3 separate regions of the Zea mays genome follow, and regions 2 and 3 are each linked to region 1. The links are chromatin contacts, called in public Hi-C maps. All regions are on one chromosome and are shown on one strand. The core of a region is the stretch at or near the end of the contact, and the rest is flanking DNA. Distances in the headings are between cores, read along the strand shown. Region 1 holds the start of LOC100383971 (chaperonin10). Region 2 holds the start of LOC100272705. Region 3 holds the start of LOC103654204.

Region 1 (2,700 bases), core at 16-2,515:
AGAAGCAGGGCACGTGCTCGCCGACAAGTCGAAGCCTTAGGGCAGCTTGGCCTGTGGCTGCACGCGTACGTGGTCGTCGCAGCACGTGCGCTCCTTCTCCAACATGGCTTCTCGCCCCCATCATCGTCTGTTCGCCGGCCCCGGCCGTGCACCTCGCGATTGGGAGGGCTCGATCGATCATGCATGGGGCACCGCGTATTACCACCGGCGGCGTGGATCGATCGGCGGGCTGGTAAGAAATTAATAAAACACCTACGCAAGCTAACTCTCGCCTCGATCGGCCCTTCCGACTCCGCTCCGAGTACGCCTGTGAATGTTGTGAGTATAATTTTCGTTGGCCATATTCATAACATTTATATTATTAAACTAATAAATATTGATTTCATTTCATGATTAATTTAGTAATAAGTATGGATTTTCAGTATATGAGTTTGGTAAATCTAATTATAATGGAACATTGAGTGATTAGTTTTAAGTTAATTAGATTAAATATTTTACTAGTAATTAGTATAAGTGTTTAAATAAATATTATTAGTACAAAAATAATTTAATTTAAAACAACATTAAATATTGATAGGTTTATGAAATATATGTCTCATCCGTTTCGATTAGTATGTCCCTCTTTTGATAGCTTTGGAGCACCCAACATAGTGATACTAGCATATAATCCATGATAACCCTACAATTCACCGAGGGGATGGATCAATGGTGGCGGCGGCGTGATGGGAGGGCTTGACGGGCTACACGAGTGAGGGGAGGGTGTAGCGAGTCGCGGGCTAGGGGGAGGCTCCAACAGAGTCGCAGGGGAGGGGGAGGGATGAGAGATGATCTAAATGATATTATCTATTGGATTTGATTGAGTAAGTGAGAGAGGGTTATCTAGCAATCTGAACCATGGTGAGTTAAGTCCGTGTGTAATTTGTTTAGTGGATTTAATGGATGTTATGAGTGTGGGGTAATTTGGTTGGGTATTTTTAGAAACTTTAATTTTGTGGATTATATAGTGAAATTAGACTATAACTAGAAACTCACTCTCCAATATAGAACCACACAAGAATACTAAACCGCGATTAGGAAACTAATAAAGTACTAAACGGGCACAGGCCAGTCTCAGTGAGACGACTGCCTTCTCAGCCCAGAGTTTAGTGGGCCGCGTCGAAGCCCCTCCAGGGTAAAAAGAGGGCTACACCACGGGCCTGCTAGAATCGTGGCGTCTCCCTGGGGATAAAGTACTTCTCCAGCTCCTCTGCGTCTTCCGCCGCTCTTGCTGTCCTCTGTGCTATCCGCTAGGGTTTATCTGCTCGAGGAATGGCGTCGGTGCAGGTCTCCGGCGCGGGGGTCGGTGCCGCGGCCTTCTCTGTGAAGGGGAAGGCCTCCACCGGTGCGCTCCGGCTTCGCTCTACGTTGACCTTCGGCGAGGTCTGCCCGGCGCGGCGGGCGTTCCGCGGCCTCGTCGTCAGGGCCGCTACCGTCGTCGCCCCCAAGGTGCGTGGCCAGGCAATGTAGCTTGATGGTGCTGTTTTCATGGGGGAATGGTGTTAGTGGGTTGGGTTATTGGCTATTACCGAATTGCGTGCTGTTGCATATGCTTACCGAGGCAGCAGAGCGAAAAGTTATCGATGAGAGTCTTTGGTGAACGCTGAGGTACTGACTAGGTTCCTTTGGCTTTGGTTTTGACGGAATAGAGGCAAAACGGTTGGGGTTTTGAAATGCTGGTTTGTTAGGTTATGGTTAGCTTCTTAGAATTCGAAACTCTGGTATCTGTGTTGTGGATTAAGTTACACTAATGTATGGTTGTGGTTTCATTAATGCTTACATGTGGTGAATTGCACCTTACTCCATGCTTACATGTGGTGAATTTACATAGTGTATCGAAATGCATAGCAAAAGCTATGTATCTAGAAAAGCCAAAACATTTTATAATTTTGAATAGAGACTTAATATTTTCTTGGCTCTGCTGTTGGGCACAGATAATTTCATTTGCTTTGTAGAGTCTATTTTTAATGCTTTGCAGGAATAAACACTATGCCTTGTTATTCATTGCAGTATACAACACTTAAGCCCTTGGCTGATAGAGTGCTTGTAAAGATTAACTCTTCCGAGGAGAAGACAACTGGTGGAATCTTGCTCCCTACGACTGCTCAGTCCAGACCTCAAGGTGGCGAGGTAGTTGCTGTTGGAGAAGGAAGGATAATTGGGGATAAGAAAGTTGATGTCAGCATTCAGGTCTGTTTCCATCTGAATTATCTGTGTATCTTGCTCTGGTGTCATAGTCCTTAATACAAGCAAGCTTTGCCCCATTGTCGGCACGAAAAAGAGAGTACATGCTAACATGTGCATTTGCTACCACTTCAGGTTGGAGCTCAGGTTGTGTATTCTAAGTACGCTGGAACCGAGGTCGCGTTGAACGATCACAGCCATCTGGTTCTCAAAGAGGATGACGTTATAGGTATCTTAGAAACTGATGACGTGAAAGACATGAAGCCTCTGAACGACCGTGTTCTAATCAAGGTGGTGATCTCATATTTATTCGGTCTTGACATCTGGTTTACACAGTCTCGTCGTATTTGTGCTTGTTCCAGTAAAAGTATGCATCGCTGGTCAGGTTGGCTCACCCTTGTGTTTGCATGACGTGTCTCTTCTGGTAGGTTGCTGAAGCTGAAGACAAAACTCCAGGAGGCCTACTGCTTACGGAAACTG
Region 2 (2,700 bases), core at 36-2,535, 140 kb after region 1:
ACTAAAGTTGATGACGAGAAGCTCGTCGCCTCTGCTGTACTGGCCCCCTTGCCCCTCATCCGCAGCATTTGCAATCGATGCATCTGTAACGTCAGGTAGGTGCACAGGATAACCCAAAGGACGGGCGTTGTGTTTTCCCTGACCCGCTGCAGTGGTGATGCTGATCGGCGGCGAGCTTTATTCGCCTAACGACGACAGGAACGGCTCACCCGTCCGTCTCCGTCACCAAAAGATCGAGCACGAGCACCTGCTATGCTGGCTGCGTCAAACCCAAGTCAGGAGGAGACGGCGAAATGGCCACCAGCTCACACCAAACTATCCCTCTGCAAATCTGCAATGTGGATGAGCTGCAGGGAGAAAAAAGGCCTTGTACTACGATGCTGCCGTGAGTAGCCTAGCCGCCAGCAGCTGCCACCTGAATGAAGAACAAAAGCAAGAACGGAGACCTTTGCTGTTTTGCATGTCTTGTTGTCCAACTACAAGAAAATTTGTTTGGGGGGTGGGGGGTAGAGACGATTTTTTCGAACTTCCATCATATTATAAATCATTTTCATTTTAGTGGAACACGACATATCCAGTGACGGAGCCATAATTTTTTTTAGAATGGATTGAACTAAATCGTTGTAGTATAGAAGTACCTTCTACGTTATATATATACGCTTAAAATTTTAGAAGAAGCTCTAGCGAGATTTCGTAGACTCGGCAGCGGTAGAGGGGCTTGAAGCACTACGAAACTTTGTCAGTAATTCAGTTAAGCTCGCCAACAAACCTAATCCATGTATGTCAAACGAACAACACAAGCAAAAAAAAAAACTCGAAAATATACAGCGCAATGAAAATGGCACCAACAGATGTATAAATGAGATCACAAACGTAAGTTTTCACAACCGATAACAATGGTTGTTCAATTAAAGGTTGATCTAAAATAAACTCAAACCTTAGTGTGGGGGGACAACTACGTATTGTATGTATAGTTTAAGGGGCAGCCAAGGACCCCTACTCGTACCGCCTGCACCAAGCAGGTTAATCCATCATCATCAACAAGAACAAAGTATACGTATCTTTCACCGTTCGATCTCCATCCAAGGGCCCATACGTATCCAGGGTTCACAGTGGCAGCATAGTAATTTTGGCCATCTTCTTCCACTGCCCGGCGGCGCACACAAGTACACAACCACCCAAGATGGGGAGGAGCCAGGAGCACAGGCCCAATGCGGCAGCCATCCCACCACCTATCGCGTCGGCTTCACTCAAACGGCTTCTGCCGCATCCTATAAAACCTCCTCACCAACCTCCGATGGCGGAAATTCTTGCCCTCCCACACCGACCCCCTCCCCCACGGCCCGCCTTCCCCCGGGAGCACGAGACCCTCGTTCCCTGCGCCACCGACTGAGCCAAGGCCGCGCTTTGCCGTTTCCGACCTAGGTCGCGAGATCTCGGAGGAGCGGAGCCCCGCCGTGCCGCCGCCTGCTACAGGGGGGCACGCAGGGACCGCACGGCGCGATGGTGGACACGGGCGGGGGGAGGCTCTACCAGCGCCGTGGCGCGGTCGCTTTCGTCGCGGCCAACAAGGCGCTGCTCGCCGCTGCGTGGGTCGTCGGGTTCGCGCTCGTGTTCCTATGGCAGAGCGCCTCCATGTCCTTCGGCAGCGCCGGCGGCGGAGGGTACCTCAGGCTCCTGTCGGTGCCGCCTCCGCCGCCGCGCCCCGCGCCGCGGCTCCGCCCCACGGCGTACAACATCACGGACTTCGGCGCCGTCGGGGACGGCCGGGCGGTCAACACCGCGGCGTTCGAGCGTGCTGTCGAGGCCATCGCGGCGCTCGCGGAGCGAGGCGGCGGGCAGCTCAATGTGCCACCCGGGCGCTGGCTCACGGCACCCTTCAACCTCACCAGCCACATGACGCTGTTTCTTGCCGAGGGCGCGGAAATCCTTGGCATTACGGTAAAGAGTTTACTGTTTCTATGAACTTATCCGTGGGGCTTTAGTAATTAGATAGATCTTCTCGTGTGCATTTTCTACGCTCCAAGCCTCCAACCAAAAGTTAATGCTGCTTTCATGTCGTGCGGAAATTGCTTAGTTATTAACTTATTCTCCAGTAGAATAGTTTATGATTTGGCTAGTTGACGACAAACATCATGAATTGATTGCTGCTGGGTTTACCAGCATGCGAAAACAAGAAAACACTCCTCCAAAACGTCAGAAACCGGCCCTAACGGCAAGCGAACTATTACAAACAAAAACCATAGAGCAACTAACAACAAAACTAAAGGACGCCCTCCACATCTAAATCTTGAGTCCTTTTCCAGAAATCCTTCGACCAGTTTTTCATTCTTCCCATTTTGTCATCCAAATATTTTGCATCCTACTCTCTCAGAAGAACTCACCACTTCTGCAAAAACATAAAGATTTTATGAAACAAAACGGCGATACTTTGTGCTGAAAACATCTTGACTCTAGACTAGCATGCATTCAGAGTTTGGTAGATGCCTATGGTGCTTATTTGGGGGCACAAATGCCCACATTTCAGATTGTGAGCTTATTTAACTGGCATTGTGATGTTTTCTGGACAGGATGAGAAGTACTGGCCATTGATGCCAGCATTACCGTCATATGGGTATGGGCGGGAGCGCAAAGGACCACGATTTGGGAGCCTCATTCATGGACAGAATTTGAGAGATGTAGTCATTACAGGTTTGCAAT
Region 3 (2,700 bases), core at 64-2,563, 230 kb after region 1:
TCGGATCGGATGACCCATGATCAGGTCTATCAACAAGACAAAGTAAAACTGCATGTGGCCACATTACCTGTTGGATTTATAGACTTGGCCCAATTGAGAAATTCAATTAGATCCTAGGAAAATGACAAAAGGCCACGTATGGCAAGGGAATGATGGAACCAGATAAGAATTTGAGTCCTTATCGGATCACGATCAGAACGGATCCCAAGCTTATCGGTTCGTGGACGTGGCCCTATATAAGGCGCCAGCCAGCCCTTGCCACAAGGCATCCTAACCTAAGTTAAGTTTTCGCCTCTGCTCACAATTGTGTTGTCATCGTACTACTCTTCATCCCGAGCGTCGACGTGCATCTGCAATCGAGAGAGCAGTTCTCAGGAACTCATTCATCGCCTTTGAGATCCTACACTGGGAGAGGTGAATAAGATTTTTGGAAAGCATCTTCACGTGACTGCTCGCGTTCTTCTCGTCGACCCTACCGCCGACGTCGTCGACCCTTCTGCTTCGACGCATGTCCTCTACCAGTACGTCTAATCAGTACGCATTATTTGATCTAATCTCTGTTATGTTAGATATGGTAGAGGTGTGCTGCCTTTTTTATTAGACTGTTAATTAACCTATTAGGTTAATTGTTGTAGAACAAACACCTGATTATTTATTGTTGGTTATGATTTATATTCGAATTTTAATATAGAAAATATCTAATTATTGAATATTACCATAAATCCCTCGAGGGAGCCGCCCAAATAGGCCGACCAGGCCGATCAAGATCCGTCCCCCCTGGCGAAATAGACGCTCACCTGAAGGGCAGGGCCTCCTGGAGCACGTCCATGGTGTCGAAGGAGGAGCCCTTGTACGGGCTCTGCACCTCGCCGTCGTCGCTCTCGACCTCATCGCCGTCCCACTCCCGCTGCGTCGCCTCTGCGGGGATGTCGCTGTCCCGCTCCACCGTAGACGAGCCGCTGCGGCAGGGCGATTCCGCCAGCGAGGCCGCGCAGCCGCAGTCGGCGACGAGGCCGAACCAATGGCCGCGGTGGCCGCCGCCGCCCAGCCCGCGCCCGCTCTCCATTGCGATCGATATGGCTCGCGCCCTCCCGTGGCCTTGCCAACGGAAGCCGACGCCTTCGCCGCCGCCGCCGCCGTCTCTTCTTTCTTCCGCTCTCTCTCTCTCGCACGCGCACGGGAATAACCGAAAGAGCGGGGGAGGCGAGCAGCCGAGCACCGATGGCGACTACTCCTTTTTATAAGGAGGCACGAGCTGGGAAAAAATGTGAGCAGTTTTTTTCGGTCTTTTTTTTTCATTCTCATTTGTTTCTCATTTGTTTACGTACCATCATTTAGACTTCCCTTATGCTATCTTCAACCTCTTAACTATTCTCGTAGCTATATTTAATTTTACATTGTAAACAATACAGTCTATAATACATAACAAATATCTTAATTGGCTCTCATTTATGATGTACTTCTTCGTTTCGTTTTAGTTGTCGTTGAATAGTGGAAAATTAAACTATCCTGCGACAACTAAAAATAAAAAGAAACGGAGCGGTATTTGGTTGACGAGCGGAGGAGGATGAGTGGTTCGTGGAGCCTTAAGATACCAATATAGATGTCCAAACGGGCCACCCGGCACGGACCCGGCCCGAACCCGTTTCGGCCCGGTACGAATAGGGCCGGGCCAGGCACGGCCCGTTGATGCTTCGGGCCGGGTCGGGCTGGCCCACGTGCCTAGAGACATGCCCAAACCCGGCACGCATAGGGAAAAATCGTGCCGGGCCGGCCCGTTGGCCCGATGGGCCTCAACGGACCGGGCCGGGCACTGGCCCGAACCAACAGTAGAACGGTATATAAATACATATATTTAACATAATTAATCATATATAATAACATATTATTTATATATATTAAGACAACAAAATATTTATGTATACATTTTATATTTATGTATGCATTTTATATATGTTTGGCCGCGTATTTAGTATTTACATACTACGAGAGATTTACATATTTAGTATTTACATAAATATGCGGGCCGCCGTCGTGCCGACCCATTTATCGTGCCGGGCCGGGCCAAAGCACGCGGGCCGCCGTATGTGCCCATACCCGGCCCGCTAAACGGGCCGTGCCGGCTCGGGCCCGTAACCGACCGTGCCGGGCCTTGTTTGGACCGGGCTAAATTCGTGCCGTGCCACGGGCCAAACGGGCGGCCCGCACTGTTTGGACATCTATAGATACCAATATACTAGAAATATCTCCTCCATCCGGCCGCCGCCGCGAGGAGCTTCGTCGCCGTCCATTGAGTCAGGTGAATCCATCGTCGCCTCATCTCCTTCCTGGCCGCCCCCCTCTTCTCCTCCCTCGTCGGCCCTTTTTTCCTCCACCGGTTCTACTTCTGCCGCCGCCCCCTTTCCTCCTCCACGTCGCCAGCAGATCTACACTGCGCTCCTCCCTTCATCAGATCAGCGCGGTATGGGGTGTATGATGCATGTCGTAGGTACCTTGGAGAGAGGAAGCAGTTTGGAGTAGCACTGGCCGTCACGTTCCAACTGAATATTTTGCTGATGCAGTACCATGTATCACTTCCGTGAGGCTGCATCAGTTTGGAGTATCACTGGCCGCCTACCTTGGAGAGAGGAAGCTCGTCAGGATGCTGGGCAACATTCTGGCCATGTGGCTTCTCGGCTGGCGCCTCTGCAAGCTGCACGG

Evidence for each region. A called contact is a pair of places that touch in the nucleus more often than the background predicts.
Region 2: a contact with region 1 is called in a Hi-C map of root tip, with 3 times the contacts expected there. The contact joins the promoter of LOC100272705 here to the promoter of LOC100383971 in region 1. A contact is called at or near these places in 12 of 25 Hi-C or Micro-C datasets (bundle sheath, ear, endosperm and 5 more).
Region 3: a contact with region 1 is called in a Hi-C map of ear, with 2.0 times the contacts expected there. The contact joins the promoter of LOC103654204 here to the promoter of LOC100383971 in region 1. A contact is called at or near these places in 3 of 25 Hi-C or Micro-C datasets (bundle sheath, ear and leaf).

Annotation. Positions count from the first base shown.
Region 1 is chr4:181,555,585-181,558,284 of Zm-B73-REFERENCE-NAM-5.0, forward strand. LOC100383971 (chaperonin10) reads left to right here and starts at 1,266. Exons shown (of 5, transcript NM_001176584.1): 1 at 1,266-1,485; 2 at 2,047-2,226; 3 at 2,356-2,511; 4 at 2,649-2,700. The coding sequence starts at 1,309. MIR164f (microRNA MIR164f) reads left to right here; the gene lies at 1-104.
Region 2 is chr4:181,697,432-181,700,131 of Zm-B73-REFERENCE-NAM-5.0, forward strand. It overlaps LOC100272705, which reads left to right and starts at 1,286. Exons shown (of 5, transcript NM_001147158.1): 1 at 1,286-1,941; 2 at 2,571-2,691. The coding sequence starts at 1,504.
Region 3 is chr4:181,787,665-181,790,364 of Zm-B73-REFERENCE-NAM-5.0, forward strand. It overlaps LOC103654204, which reads right to left and starts at 1,314. Exons shown (of 2, transcript XM_008681036.3): 1 at 798-1,314. The coding sequence starts at 1,066.